2 separate regions of the Mus musculus genome follow, and region 2 is linked to region 1. A link is a contact called in public HiChIP or PLAC-seq data. All regions are on one chromosome and are shown on one strand. Each heading gives the region's core, a stretch centred on a gene start, on an enhancer-like site or on the middle of the called end of the contact. The rest is flanking DNA. Distances are from core to core; before and after follow the strand shown. Region 1 has its middle 19 kb from the start of Tmem128. Region 2 holds the start of Wdr1 (WD repeat domain 1).

Region 1 (7,907 bases), core at 2,612-5,111:
AAACAAGTATTCTATATGTTGAAGCAAACACTTGGACAGCCTAATAAAGAGAGTTGTAAAAGACCAGTGTTGTATTTGATTCACTTCCATAGAGACGGCGGTGGACAGTGTGCCTTGGTTAAAGCCCGCCCTCCTCACTGGCTTTATACTCTTGTGTCCATGATGAATATGGACTCCAGCATAGATAATTACATGTTGCTGACTAATACCTGGGTGCAGCCATGACAATGGCAGAACCCACTGTGGCGCCTTCCCTTGCAGAAGGAAACTGGAGAGGAATTACTACCTTCCGTAAGGTAAGAGGGAAGGCTTGTTCTGGGCATCTCCATCGCTTTGTGATGACCAGACCAGAAGCTTAAGCCTTTAGCCCTTCTTCTGATTTGCTTTTAAGAAGTGCCTGGAGTAAGCCTTCTACTGAAGTGCTTGCTGCACCAAGAAGAGTATATTATACCTTTCTATTATACACTAGAAAGAGTAGGAAGGGTTAATTTTGCAGTGGTTTCTGAATTACATATGTCAAGGGATTGGTGGTACAGTTAGTCCTTGGAGTTTGGCAAAAGACTCTGTGTGAGAATACTCACTTTCTCCATTTTAGAGCTACTGACCATGATCCAGCCCCTGCTATCATGTGCTCTGAGCTTGTTAGTGCTGAGCCCTTGGGTACCCTTTGGAGAAGCCTCTTGCCATTGAGAATGCCCTAAGTCACATGGCTAACTGCAGCATTCCAGATTGTTTACCCTGGGCAGAACTGTGTGCAGGGTACCAGGGCATGGAGGTTTTAGGAAGGGGAGAGAAAGGGCAAGTCTACCTCACGTGTGTTATGATGCGGTTCTGCCAGGTCAGGGTGGATGGATGGAGCTAGTTTAGTGGAGCTCCTGAGATTCCCCCAGCCCCTGCTCTTTCTTACATGCTAGGGATGAAACTCAGGGCCTTTGTAGTCTAGACAACTGTCCTCCACTGAGCCACATCCTCCGCATCCACTACATTCTTCAGTAGTGTGTCGTCATCTTGGTTGGGTTTTTATTGCTGTGATAGAATGACCATGACCAAAAAGCAAGTTGGGGAGGAAAGGGATATTTGACTTACGCTTCTACAGGACTGTCGATCATCAAAAAAAGTAAGGACAGGAACTCAAACTGGGCAGAAATCCTGGAGGCAGGGACTGGTGAAGAGGCCATGGAGGGATTCTGAGTATTGGCTTACTTCCTCTGGCTTGCTTTTATAGAACCCAGGACCACCAATTCAGGGATGGCACCACCCACAATGGGCTGGGTTCTCTCCCATTAATCACTAATCAAGAAAATGTCCCACAACTGGATATTATGGAGGCATTTTCTCAACTGAGGTTCCCTCCTTTCCGATAGCACTAGTTTGTGTGCCAAGTTGACATAAAACTAACCAGCACAGTACTTATTTACTCCCTGATAAGTGAGGCTGTCTTTGTTGCACCCCTGCCTCTTCATCTGCTCCTGTGTGCAGGATGCAGCAACAGTCTCTACACAGATGGGACTAGAGTCTGAGTCTTGGGTCTTTCTGGCCAATAGCTTCATTGGAGCAGGTTGATAAGCATCTCTGAACCCCAGATTCTTGTCTGTCATCCTGATTCCTGGAGCAGATAAAGTGAACACTGTGCATGCAGTGCCTGGCACACATTAGGTATCTGAAAGCAATCTAAAATGGACTGGGAAAAAGGCTCAGCCATTATTCAAGGAGGACCGAGGTTCAGACCCCTGGAACCCATGTAAATACCAAGTAGGTATGATGGCATCCTTGTAATTCCAGCCTGGGAAGGCAGAGATGGGAGTCTCCCGAGTGACCGAGAGAAACCCTACCTCAAAGAATAAGGTGGAAGAGATGATTCCCAGCATCAGCCTTGGGCATGCACCTGCCTGAGCATAGCATACACACACACACACACACACACACACACACAGAGAGAGAGAGAGAGAGAGAGAGAGAGAGAGAGAGAGAGAGAGAGAGAGAGAGAGAGAGAGAAATGGGAGGAATATCCTAACAGATATGCTATGCTTCCTGGGCAGGGTCTGCCACTGATCCAGGAAGGCCCTGGCTCAAGGCAGAGTCCCCAACACCTGGCTTCTCCCTGCATGAAGCCCTGCTAATGTCATTAACTTCAGCAGAGAGGACCAAGTAGCAGTGTGAGCATTGTTACTGAATGACAATCGCAGGAGTTTGAAATGACACTCTACTTTACAGACAAGGGACAGCCATTTCTTAGGATAAGCAGGTGCCAGGCAGATCTACCCAGTGTACCATTTTAATATAAACCTCCATTTGAGGTATTTGCATGGAAACAGAACAGTGCTAGGATCAGGGGTTGCCCAGTGAGCTTTGCACAATGCACACGTCTGTGTCATAAATTATGAAAGAACCTGGTCCTGTATCCCGAGTGCACCCACAGCTTTCCTTATATCCACCTGGTTTGGCCTTGCCTGGCTTTGAGTTTGATGTAAATGGTATCACCTAGCAGGCATGCACAGTTGTCTTGAGTGATGTTAAAAATAAAGACAGCAAGGAGCTGGGGTTGGTCATGTGCTGGCCTTGCAATCACGCAGAGCCAGGATCCAGCCCCGGGAACTATCGCTTCTGTCTATGGGTCTGGATTGGGTTTGTTTTCCCTGCCAGTTAAAGAATTCAAAAGCAAGAAAACTCAAGCACAACAAGAGAAACCTCAGAATCAGCTGGTGAAGAAAGGCTTGGAGGTGAGGAGGCACACACACAAACACACACACATACACACACACACACACAGCAAGCACACAGAGAAAGACCCTCTGCAGTAGTGGTGGGGAGGGTTGGAAGCTGAAGCTGAGGGTTTTAAGATTCTTTGAGGGGGTCTTCATCCCTCAAATTAGAGTTGATCAGTTTGAACAAAGACAGAGAGGCTAACAGGCCAATAACTTTAGTGTAAATATGTCCTGAGCCTCTGTCTCTGCTCAAGAATATGAGGAAGGAGCTAGCCATCTTTACTCACCCAATCATGGCTCCTGTCCCTACCCGTCTTGCCTAACAAGGATGTGCTCAACTCCTAGTTCCTCCCCATCACCATGGTAATGAAAAACAAAAGTTGAACCTGGTGATGTAGCTTGTGATCACAGTGCTGAGGAGGCAGAGGCAAATCTCTGAGTTCCAGGCCAGTAAGAGACCCTGTCTCGAAAGAAAGAGAGACAGAAAGGAAGGAAGGAAGGAAGGAGGAGGGAGGGAGGGAGGGAGGGAGGGAGGGAGGGAGGGAGGAAGGAAGGAAGGAAGGAAGGAAGGAAGGAAGGAAGGAAGGAAGGAAGGAAGGAAGAAAGAAAGAAAGAAAGAAAGAAAGAAAGAAAGAAAGAAAGAAAGAAAGAAAGAAAGAAAGAAAGAAAGAAAGAAAGAAAGAAAGAAAAAGAGGAGAGAAGAAGCAAGGACCGGGTGGTGACTGATTGACAGCACTCAAGCTTGTTCTTTGCCCCTCTGTATGTGCACTGAACACACGTGCATGGACATGGGCACACACAACACGCAGTCATAAGTGATGCCTTGCTTATAGAATGACATTAGTCACATCACCTTAGTCTTTCTCATTAGATAACCTCGGATCTCACCCAGGCCTGCAGACTTCAGCTTCTGCTGTATGGGGTTGAGCCTGACCTTTGTCCATCTTAGTCACAAACCAGGCAGGGTTTCTGAGGGAAAGCATGCACGGGGAAGAGACCCCTGTGTTTTCTTAGGAGTGCCAGTGTTGTTCTGCCCTCCTTTGTTACGGGATCCTTGCAAGCTTTAATTTATTCCTTGGATACAAGGGTTTACACAGCCCCTTTGGTGGTTTGAATGGTAATTGCTGAGCAAATACATATGTTTGTGGGAGTTTAAAGGTCAGACATCACTCAGAAGGGCAGGCCTTTGTTGGCCCACAGAGTGGCCATTGTGAACTGCTCCAATAGCTTACTGCTCCTCTCTACCCTTCCCAGTGCCCTCAGGCTGACTTCTGTCTGAGGCCCCCAGTCACCCACATATTAGATTTCTCTACTGCAGATCAAAGGGAGGTAAGATACAGTTTTAACAGCATTGCTCTGGGGACTTGCCAATGAACTTGAATCGGGAGACTAATAGTCCTGTCACGGGACCTCCTCTCTCAGGCTCCTTGCATGGGGTGGTGTTAGGCAGCTGAACCTGAATCAGCAGTCTCTTGAAGGATGCAGGAAAATGTGAAGGTCCTAAGACTTTCACAGCCTCTCTCTCTCTCTCTCTCTCTCTCTCTCTCTCTCTCTGCCTCTAAGTCTCTCTGCACACATGTGCATGCATGCATGCTTGCGTGTGTGCCTCTGTGTGTGTGTGTGTGTGTGTGTACATAGAAGGAGGCACATTCATGTGGGTGCATGGTGTGTATGTACACATGTGTGTGTGCGCACAGAGGCCTCACATGATCTGTAGGAGCCACCTGCCTTGTTTTATGAGACAGGGTCTCCCACTGGGATCTGGGGCTCACCCCACCAGAAAGGCTGAGCTAATTGGCAGCAAGCCCGGTCATCCTCTGTGTCCTCCTCTACAATGCCAAAATTACCAATTGTCACCACATCCAGCTTATTTATATGGACTCTAGGGACTGAATTTGAGTCCTCAAGCCTATGCAGAAAGTATTTTACTGACTGAGCTATGTCCCCTGTCCGGGAGGCTTTATTTTACTAATTATTGTTTGTTTGTTTTTGTTTTTCCGAGACAGGGTTTCTCTGTATAGCCCTGGCTGTCCTGGAACTCACTCTGTAAACCAGGCTGGCCTCGAACTCAGAAATCCGCCTGCCTCTGCCTCCTGAGTGCTGGGATTAAAGGCGTGCGCCACCACTGCCGGCTTATTTTATTAGTTTTTAAGGTTAGGACATGTGGTGGTTTAAATGTCTTTGATGTTCTCAGATACTGAAATACTTGGGTCCCAGTTGGTGGCACTCTTTGGGGAAGTTTAAGAGGTGTGGCCTTGCTAGAAGTACAATGCTGGGGGTGGGGCTTCAGAGTTTAAGGGCTTTGACCCTTCCCTTTGTGCTCCCTCTGCTTCCTGTTTAGGGTTTAAGATGTGAACTCGCAGCTTCCATTTCCATCCCCCAAGCCTGCTGCTGTCCTGCTTCCCTGCAGTGATGGTGTTGGATTCTAATCCCTCCAGAATCCTAAACCAAAATAAACCCTCTCTTCCATAAGGAAGTCACTGTAGCCAGGGTGTTTTATCACAATATTGTAAACTAAGGTGGGCGTGGTGACACACATCTTTAGTTCCAACACTTGGGTGGGCCCTAGTGACAGAGGCAGGTAAATCTGTCAGTTCAAGGCCAGCCTGCCTACAAAGTGAGTTCCAGGAAAGCCAGGGCTATATAGAGAAACCCTGTCTCAAAAAATAAAACAAAGCAGAAAGAAAGAAAGAAAGAAAGAAAGAAAGAAAGAAAGAAAGAAAGAAAGAAAGAAAGAAAGAAAGAAAGAAAGGAGAGAGGGAGGGAGGGAGGGAGGGAGGGAGGGAGGGAGGGAGGGAGGGAGGGAGGGAGGGAGGGAGGGGGAGGGAGGGAGGGAGAGGGAGGGAGGGAGGGAGAGGGAGGGAGGGAGGGAGAGGGAGGGAGGGAGAGGGAGAGGAAGAGAGAGAGAGAAGGAAGTAAACTTAAGACAGAATACAAAATTGTTTTATTTCATTGAGATTCAGGGGTCTTATTACAGGTTTACATTGTTGTGATGATAAAGACCGAGAGCAACAACTTATACAAGGAAGGTTTGTGTGATGAGCTTGTGGTTACAGAGGGTCTCAGTCCATCACGGCTGGGGAGCACGCTAAGCCCTTGTTTTCAAAGGCCCTTCCCTAATGATATACTATGCCAAGTAAGCCCCCTTCCCATGGCTCAAGGTCCTGCCACCTATTGGAGAGCAGGCACTTCAGCATGCACTTTGTGGGAACCAACCTGGATCCAACCTAGAACAGGGAGAATCAGAACCCAGTTGACTTTTGTGTGTGGGGTGGGAGGAGAGGACTCCTCCTTCAGTGCCAACTCAGACCACGTGGGTTTCCTAAGCTTGGTGGGAGATTTTCCTTTTAAAACACATCTATGTATTCAAGCCCTGTGGGTTTTGGTACATGAGAAAGGCAGGTGTCAAGCGTCTTAGGGAATGATGCTCCGATTCTCATTGTGGCAGAAGCAACCTGGTGTGAATCTCTGAGCTCTGGACCCTCGGGTCAGTGAAGCAAACCAATTCCCTCTGACTTACTGATGCCCACCAGGTTGGAATGATGATCAGTGCTTTGCACAGCTCCAAGGCCCCGACTGGGCTCCAGAAAGGAAATGCTGTGACTGGTGTGTGTCCATTGCCATGTGCATGAGGGAGGAAGTAGTGGGGCTGGCGAGATGGCTCAGTGGGTAAGAGCACTGATTGCTCTTCCTGAGTTCAAATCCCAGCAACCACATGGTGGCTCACAACCATCTGTAATGAGATCTGATGCCCTCTTCTGGTGTGTCTGAAGACAGTTATGGTATACTTAGTTATAATAATAAATAAATCTTTGGACCTGAGTGAGCAGGGCTAACCAGAGCAAGCAGAGATCCTAAATTCAATTCCCAACAACCACATGAAGGCTCACAACCATCTGTACAGCAACAGTGTACTCATATACATAAAATAAATAAGTAAATATTTTTTAAAAGAAAGAGAGAGAGAAAGTAGTGACCAGGCTGCCACACTCAGTTGGTCCTTAGTATCTGCCAGCTTTCAATATGGGATTAAAAACATTGCTTTAAATGTGCAACATATGAGAATGTGCAAACAGTTTCCTGTTCTAGGTTCCTTGATCAATCCAGTTGAACAGTCATGCACAGAGTTTACACTGCAAGGGATCCAGAAGTAATCCAGAGAGGAGAGAGCTGACCAGATGGTGTAGTGGGTAAATCACTTACTCTGCAAGCAGGAAGATCTGAGTTCGATCCCTAGAACCTACCTGAAGACAGAAGGTAAAACTCAACTCCACATAGCTGTCCTTTCACCTCTGTCCTCCACATACAATGGCATAGACCCTACACACACACACCATATGCACTGGCATAATAATAACAACAACAACAATAATAATAGCTTTAAAGTTTACAGGAGAATGCACCCAGACTGTGTGCAAACACTGTTCTGTGTTGTGTCAGCAGGGGATTTAAACTTTTAAGGTTTCTCTGTGGCTCTGGCTGTCCTGGAACTCAACCTATAGATCAGGCTAGCCTTGAACTCAGAGATCAGCCTTCAGGGCTCTGCCTCCTGAGAGCTGTGATTAAAGGCTTGTGCCATCAAGGCCTGAAACTTGAGAATTCGGATGCCCCAGGGTCCCCATCATGGCATTCATGAGCCCCTGGAATAACTGCCCAGTGGATCTCAGCTGAACCCCCTTGGTGTTTTCTAATCTGACACTGCTAGCCCAGCCTTTATGGTGCTGGCATGGGGCTAATGTTCAGCAAGATGCACCCAGCCTTTGTAGCTTTCTTGAAACTCGTGCCCTGAGACACCTAAGAGGCAGTGTAGCCTGGTAGCTGAGTGCTCAGGCTCAGGTCTTAGCTGTACCTCTTCACCCCCAGGAAGACTGTGGCCCAAAGACCTTTAAACTCTGGCCTACACTGTGCTCAATCAGTAGTTACAACTAGATCCCAAAAGAAGTGGTCCCTTGGGTCAGGGGAGCAAGTGAAAACCTCCACATCTCATGACAACACATGCTGTTTCTTAGTTTCCTCTCACAGACAATGAGTATCCTAACAGTAGAGAAATTGTAGGGCCACCGTGAGGATTCACCACCACTCTTCCGTCTCTGCCTCTCTGCACACACAGCAGCTTCAGCCCTGTAAAGGCTGCCCTGTCTCTCTCTGTTGAACCATGGAATTGACAATCTGCTATTCCCTGGATGCCTTTTATCATGGCTT
Region 2 (7,907 bases), core at 3,015-5,514, 320 kb after region 1:
TCTAGCTTTACTCAATGGCACCCACAGATCCCACCTGAGCCCACAGACCCTCAGTGCCTGCCCGGTGGTGAAGCACCTTGTCCAGCCCTTACCCACCAGGTGATCTTGTGGTGAAGGGAGCAGAGTTCTTGGCTCTGGACAGAGCTGCTACTGTGTGCTCATTTCTTTTTCTTTTCTTTTCTTTCTTTTTTTTTTTTTTTGGTTTTTCGAGACAGGGTTTCTCTGTATAGCCCTGGCTGTCCTGGAACTCATTCTGTAGACCAGGCTGGCCTTGAACTCAGAAATCCGCCTGCCTCTGCCTCCCGAGTGCTGGGATTAAAGGCGTGTGTGCTCATTTCTGTCCAAGTGGTCAAACACACTACCACATTCTGCTACAAAGAACACATTTTGCTATGACAGTTTGCTCTACAAGCAGGCCCTGTAACCTGTACCACCTTGGTTGACAGCCATGCTGGCAATGCAGCAGTGACTCAGCAGGCACGCACCTGGACAGAGCGACTGTTAAGTCTTCGAGTCCTGTTTATTCCACCCCCACCTGCAGGGACCCACACAGGATCCTCCTGCATGGGCTGGTAACAGATAGTGCCAAATGAAAACTGGTTTGAGTTCAACCTCCTCCACTTGGTCCAAAGAGACGAGCCAGTGGTTAGTCCAACTGCTGTGTGTCATTCCCTGAGACCCAATTTCACAGAACTGAGCTTCCTAGATATATACCTTAGTTCTGCTAGGGGTTCACATCTGCCAAGATATACAATGTTTGAAAGTTCCCAAATGCCAGTTTCCAGATGGCCTCCGTCACCACATGATTTAAGCCTGCAGAGAATTTATTTTTCAAGCGTGGCAACAGGACAAGGGAGAAAGAGACAGAGAGCATCTTTGCTACCAGCTCTCCAAAAGCCAGGTTCACAAAGCCGTCTTTCAGTCACAGAACAGCTGACAGGCAGCCCCAGCAGGAGGCTGGCAAGAATATTCTTGTATAAATTCTAAAGGTGGGTCCCAGAAAATTTGGAGCACAGTAGTGCCTTTCATGCTAGGGTTGCACCAGTGAGGCAGAAGCTGGGGATTTTATGTCGCCTTGGCAATACAGTGACACTCTCTAACAGGAAAAGAAATTAGGTGCAGTGAGCTCACTGGAATATTGTGGGTCAGGTGTTCTAGTGTAAGGACATGAGGTGAACGACACAGGAAAAGCCCTGCTTTCCTAGGGGTACGGGCCAGAGAGAAGAGCCTGGAATATTTAGGAATAACAACAGCAATAGCTTTGTTCACATTTACTGCCAGCAGAAAGTAAGAGAAGGCTAAAAGGAGAAATGCCGTTAAGGAGAAGGGCCCTCTAGTGAGGTCATTTCTAAACAGGAGTGTAAGAGATGACAGGGAGACACAGGAGGATGAGTATCTGGGCAAAGGCCGCACCATGAGCAGGTGGAATGTTGAGGATGGGTAGCATGTGAGGAGAAGAGGCAAGGGAGCCTGGAGCTTGGAGCTGACAGAGAAGAGGAAGGTCAAAGGAAGAGCACTGGGGCAATGCTGCTGAGTGTGAGCCAATTGTGTGTGTGTGTGTGTGTGTATGTGTGTGTGTGTGACTGGTCAGAACTGCGCCAGCAGGCACAGCAAGAACACACCTCAGGGCAGCCAGTATGGTGCTTAGATACAGGATAGAGCAAAACAGGGCGAGTCTGCCAGATTCTATAGGACTCTAATTAAATGTGACAGGGCAGCTCTGAGGATCAGAGCAGTCGAGGGACACGGTTGACTTTGGGGAAAGGAGCATGCAAGAACCCCAAAAGTGACCTGGGTCAGAGGTCTACAAGGCATGATGTGGTGCCAGCCTTCCTGGACTTGGATTCCTAGCAGACCACCTTCCTTCCTGCATCTTCATGTTCCTGAGAACTCACATCTCATTTTCTCTAGCAACACTCTGTCCTAATAAAAACTGAATCCATCTTTGAGGACCAGGAGGCCATCAGCAGACCAGAATGTGCCTAGTGACATACAGCACACAAAAGGCTATAGTAACAGATCCCTACACCATATTGTTTTTCCTGGCGTACTAGGAACGTAACCGGGGTGGGATGAGAAGCGGCTGCACCTCCTCCAGGAGAGGACAGTGAAGCCTGGAAAGGACTGACTGGTGGACATGTCACTGGCGGCGAACCCACCCCCTCAGCCAACGGCTGCATTGCTCCTCTGATACTACCAAGCCAGCAAATTCGAGGGATAAGCTGGCCTAGCACCCGAGTGACCACTCCATGCAGTTCTCCCAACTGGAAGTGAAGAGCAACAAAGTGGCCTGAGGAAACTACGTGTAGGGGACAGAAACCAAATACCCTACAGCTAGGGGTGTATGAAGATGCTTCAGATACCTTTTGTCAATTCCACAGAGCTCCTGCGACCATCTCCATTTTTCCTTTACTTTCTCAAAATCTTATGACGTCAATATAGTGTTAAGCTTTTGAGAAGGCTTCCCCAGTTCTAAGAAGGCTGGGCCAGCTTTCTAGGAATCTGTGTAACTAGCAAGGCAGGCTCATACCCAAACTTCCACCTCACTTGAGGTGCCCAACAATCCTGTAGAGGTCAGAAGCCAGCACAGGACTGATGACTGGTCGGGTTTAACCAGACTTACAAAGACACAGCCAGCAGCCACCACAGTTCAAAACTGCAGCCTCTTTTTACAAAAAAACTGGGGTCTACCCTCAGCCAGCTGGGAGGCTCTTGGAGGATAGGGGTGTCATGAGCTACTTCACCTGACTAATGATGTTCCTGGCGTGCAGGAGCTGAAGGTGACAGCCTTGGTGGAAGAGTCAATCAAACCCTCCACCCCTCTAGCAGCCCTTTGCCAAGCATAGCCCTAAGTCCAGCCTTCAGCTTCTACCCTACACCATTCCTCAGGCCTGAGCACGGGAGAGACAAGATTTGAGCCACATCCTGGAAATGGAGAGGAGGCCCAGCAGACTGACTCATTTCAACAACCAGAGGAAAAAAACATGAATTTGCAAGGGCCTCCCAAAAAGCTGCTGCTCTGGGGACAGCAGGTCATTTTCAGAGAACCATCCAGAGGAATTCACTAGTTCCTGTTTCCTCTCAGAGACTCAAGTCTGTAACAGTTGGCATTCAGAGGACAGGGTGTGTAGGCCTGGGCTCTAGCATACCAGGAAGCCCAGGGTATTAGGATGATTAAGCACAAGGGCCATTTACCAAGTGCTCCATTTATGCCAGGTACAGACAGCATTAGGACAGCTGACCAGCTCATTCAGCCAGCCAAGGCAGCCAGGGGAAGTGGAGGATCATTTCCCTATCTCCATTTCCCCAATGCGGAAACTGGGCTCAGGAAGGGCCAATCAACAGCCACCCCATGATCAAGCAGCAGCAGACTCAAAGCCCTTGGCTCTAAGGACTGAAGAGACCCAAGTCTTAGTTTGCCAGTCTACGGGGCTGTGGGGGTAGAGGTGGATGACACCACCACCAGTCCAGTCCAGTCCACTGAGCCTCCAAGGTGTGGCTCCTGGGCAGAAGGGGCGTGGCTCCCCTCTCCCCAGGCCAACTGACTGGGAGGTGAGGGGGCGGAAGGGCAAGAATTTCCCGACTCTGAAGGTAGCTCGCAGGGTAGGGACGGAAGCAGGCCCCGCCGGGCACAAGAGTACTCACATCGATGTTTCTTAGGATGACGCACTTGCCATTGGTGTAGAGGAAATGATCGCCCTTGGGGTCTCCACCGAGGATCTTAGAGACGCCCCGCTCCACCTGGGGGAGGCTGGCGAACACCTTCTCTGGGGAGATACAAACCCGGCACGGTGCATGAGGGGCAATCCCGGCCTCGCGGGACCCAGGGAGTTGCAGTCAGTCAGCGCTGGGGGTCCCGAGCCGGTCACCTGTTGCCGCCTGCGGGCACGACCGGCGGACTTCCCGGGCGGCGGCGGTCAGGCCCCGGGGTCCCTCCCGCAGCTCGGCCGGCCCAGTCCACAACGCCCACTCCGGGGTCCCCGGCCCGCACCCCCGCGGCCGTGCAAGACCCCGGCCGCGCCCTCCCGCCTGCACCCGACCCCAGAAGCCGGCGGCCGCGCGCGGAGGCCCACGCACTCACTGATCTCGTACGGCATCCTCGCCCACTTGTTACGGCGCTGCGCTCGAGTGGAACCTCGCAGTGGCCGAGCCCAGGGACAGCGCGGAAGGCGGCGCCGGGCGTGCCGGGCGCGGAGGGGGCGGTCCGAGACCCGGCTCCGAGACCCGTACGCGCCTGCCCCGCGCGCTACCGCTGCGGACAACCCAACCCGGAAGCGCGGCCCCGGCGCGGCTCGCCCCCAGCTTTGACCATATATAGTCAAGCGCTCGGCTCGGAGGCTGCAGCCCCACGAGCCTGCGCGGACACCGCCCCGCCCCGCTTGCGGGCCCGCCCCGGAAGTGACGTGACGCGACCCGTGAAAAGGCGGCGCGGAGGGTTGTAGGTGCGGGGCGGGAGGGTTTTTTTTCTTGGGCTGTCTGCCTTTGCACCGGGAGCCTTCTTGTGGAGCAGATCTTTCTCGAGCTTTCCAACGCCAGCTTGGCGCCCCGGCTTGCAAAAGACTTGAAGCCACTGGGCGTATGGGGTTTTGTTTGTTTGCCTTTCACTGGGTATGTTTAGGAACTTCCCCGTCTCACTCCCTCTCCCTCCTGCATGAAACTTCCTAGTAGCAAAGAAGCCAAGAATAAAGAACTGTAATTCTTAAGGATGGCAGGGGTTGTTTCCTAACACGCTCTGGGGAGGGCGTGAGGGTGGAATTCTTTTCATGGAGAGGGAAAGAAAGCAAAACCTGGAATTTTCTGAGTCTCGCAGGTTTTGATTAGGGCAAGATGAAGTCCTCTGGTTACTTGATTGAAAAGTTCTGAAGCCCTAGTTGGAAACCCGGAAAGTGGGCTTTCAAAGGAGAGCTCTTAGGAATTTGCAGCAAATGAAAAAGTCCATTTCTGCTTTGGAGCCAGGTTTGTTAATTACCCTGCGGACCAGTCCCACCCCACTCTCCTGGTTCACCTGGACACCCACCTGATTCTCCTCTAGCTTATCTTAATCTTAACTGCCATCTAGTTAGCAGTTAAATGAATTTATAGCCTATAGGAGTGCCCAGGTTTCGTAGAGAAGAGTTTAAGTGTACTCGGTAGGTCCTGTGTGGGAACCTCAGTATTTTTTGAAAAGTCTGTTTTCCTTAGTACCTAGTCTCTTGTGCTGATAGACTAGTATTTTTAAGGTTCTATGAATGTTACCCCCTGCCCTCTGTGACCTTTTGTTTGCCAGGATTGCTTGTCTAGGGATCCCACCTGTTATGTTTTATATAAAAAAAGAAAAGAAAAGAAAAAGAAGCCAGGGATATGTTTGGTGGAGGTGCAGTATGTTGTGGGGGAAAGGGGTGCCTCTGAGGGCCCATCCTGAACTGAGGCATCCCCTCCCCCTGAGGTACCAGCCACAGAACAGTATAATATGGAAATAGCTTATTTAGGACATGGGGAGGAGAGTTGAGGGGATAGTAGAGACAGAAAGACAGAGTAGAGGCCAGCCATGAACATTTGGAGTTGGTTTGGGGGGGGGGGGCGGGGATCCGGAAGAAAAGGGACAGAAGAGGAAGGGAGCAAGAGAAGAGAATGAGGAAGGGGCAAGTAGCCCCTTTTATAGTGAGTCAGGCATACCTGTTTGTTGCAGGGAACTGTGGGGTGGTGCCTAGAAGGAATGCCAGTACCACCTGGTTAATTTCTCTCAAAAGTGGTGACTTCCAGCTACTATCTCAATGATTCACCTGTCTGTCCCAGCCTTTACACTGCAACTTCCTGGGGTCCTTAGTTTGCTTTCCCCATTTGCATTGTTGATGTTGCCATAGAACCACCAAACTGCCCACCAGCAACACATGGCTCCTTAACTACAATTATGATTTCAGAACAGTCCCACTGTTAGTCTTCTAGCGACCTCACTGCACTGTGCAGATGAAAGACACTTTCCCTGGGTCTGGTCGAGCACTGTCCTAGGGATGTGCTAGGGATATTTTCAACAAGCAAGAGGTCTGTCCTAGGATTCTGGGACAGAAGATAGTGTAGACTGTGACTTTCTTATTTACTAGAATTGTTTTAGATAACAGCGATAACCTTTCTAAACCACACTAAAGTTCCCACTCAGCATGGTACAAAGACTGCTGGGGTAACACCAGCTCCAAGCTCTTTACAAGCTGATAGCTGTCCTATGTGCATCAAGCCTTGGTACTGACACTGAGAGTGATCCTACAAAACACTTTGGGGCCAAGCTCTCTGGCAGAATCCAGACTCTGTTGCACTTTAAAAAATCATGTACCATGCGTCAAGTTTTCCAGGTTTTAGTAGAGGGGGCACTCGGGTGTGTGAAATAGTTGAAGTTCCCATGCAAGGAACAGATTGGCTACACCTGCCAGCACTAATGTTTGGAGTCAAGCAGCTAGGTTTGTCCAGCAGGAAGTCAAGTGAGGAAACACTTGATGTGTCCATACAATGACTTCAGTCTCTAGAAATTAGCCTGGCCACTTGTAACCACTTTGTCTTTGTACCCAGATGCCTCCATCACTGTCTATGGGAGTCTTAAAAGCTGCTAGCTCTTCAAACAGACACACGGGCCAACTGAGATGAATGCCCTGCCTGCCCCTCCCTCCTCATTGCAGGCTCCTTTGGCTTGTTCTTTCCCACACTGACTACGGAGTGGTCCAGCCTCATCGCAACGGCAGAAACCTCACCCAACCTCATCCTCCACATTCGGTCCGTCATTGAATCCAGTGTTTATGAAAGCCCTTAGCTTGAATCTGTGCTTTCTTACCACTGCTACTCTGCTCCAAGCTGCCTCAGCACTTGGGCCTATTCTGGCTCCTTGATTATGCATAGAGTCGACCACTGTGGCCAGTAAGATTGAAGGGACTCTAGCCAGCCTGAGCATGGTAAACATGGCTTTGGCAGGCCTTGCTCTTCTCCCCATTCCCCCCTGCCTTGCTACAAACCCATTAGATTACATTCCTAAAGCTAGCCACCAAGGTACATTCCCTTACGTGTCCACTTCCTCCACCTGAGGCTGACTACCAAGGTCCAGCTATCAAAGTATTGAAGTCCAGTAATTAAAAATCCTCTTTGGGTCACCTAATTAACATGCCCAATTAAAATTAAACACCTCATCCTAACATAAGGTTACCCCTTTTACATTTATAAACTGCCATTTGCCTAGGGGCCAAGCTTGTCTCCTCTCTATCCAGAGGCAATCATTTGTTGCTCTCTTCCTAAACAAATACACTTCTCTCCTCGCCCCTGTTCCTTTCCTTTTCTCCCTTGTTTCTATCTTCTTTGTCTTTTATTCCCTGCTCTTTGTCTGTCTGGTGCAAATACATCTTTGTGCTGAGAAGTTGGTCTTGGAGCTCCTGAGCCGATACCCCCAACTGGTCTTAGTCACCTTATCCATCTACTCAGCTTTTGGCCCCTGAAGTCCTCGAGTTACCTCTCCTGCCTGGTTTTCATACAGCTTAATAGGTGTGGTTCTACTCTACCTCGTGGCTACCTCAGCCTCCTGTACCTGCTATTTCTGGGCTGTTCCAGACACCAGACTTTGAGGTCATCCTCTTTACAAGCCACACACTGTGTTGTTTGGCACTGGTTACAGCGTTTCTCCCTTCCCCCATGAGCACAGAGCTTTCCAGACAGTTCAAATGAAGCTGCTGATTGCTGGGAGGAAATGGGCAGCATAAAATATCACAAATTTGCATTCAATTCCAAAGACGCTGCATTAAAGAAGGGACCCAAAAGTACTTATGGAAAAACGGGTCAGTCGGACTTGGGTAAGCTAGTTTCAGTAACTTTTATTAGGACATTAACACAGACACCCCTCAGTTGGCCTTGGATGTGTTGTCTTATAGCCCCCAGCTGGAAAGTTGCCGTTTGTT

The links. HiChIP or PLAC-seq counts read pairs in DNA pulled down with a chosen protein or histone mark.
Region 2: an H3K4me3 HiChIP or PLAC-seq map of stem cell-derived neural progenitor cells shows a contact between it and region 1, with 19 read pairs. The contact joins the promoter of Wdr1 here to the enhancer-like site in region 1. A contact is called at or near these places in 8 of 39 promoter capture datasets (the C10 cell line, the HPC-7 cell line, cranial neural crest and 5 more), 1 of 15 datasets of contacts at CTCF or cohesin (the NIH/3T3 cell line), 15 of 115 datasets of contacts at active chromatin or transcription factors (the 230-238 cell line, the SCID.adh cell line, bone marrow-derived macrophages and 9 more) and 3 of 9 other capture datasets (adipose tissue, embryonic stem cells and liver).

What each region holds. Positions count from the first base shown.
Region 1 is chr5:38,237,205-38,245,111 of GRCm38.p6, forward strand. No RefSeq gene overlaps it. Among named protein-coding and RNA genes, the nearest start is that of Tmem128, 19 kb to the right of the region's middle. Within about 2 kb of position 3,862, at least 18 of the 459 cell types and tissues checked have an H3K27ac peak or open chromatin away from gene starts, as enhancers often do. A contact at or near this core is called in stem cell-derived neural progenitor cells, where this site is marked.
Region 2 is chr5:38,557,435-38,565,341 of GRCm38.p6, forward strand. It overlaps Wdr1 (WD repeat domain 1), which reads right to left and starts at 4,265. Exons shown (of 15, transcript NM_011715.3): 1 at 4,082-4,265; 2 at 3,646-3,767. The coding sequence starts at 4,097.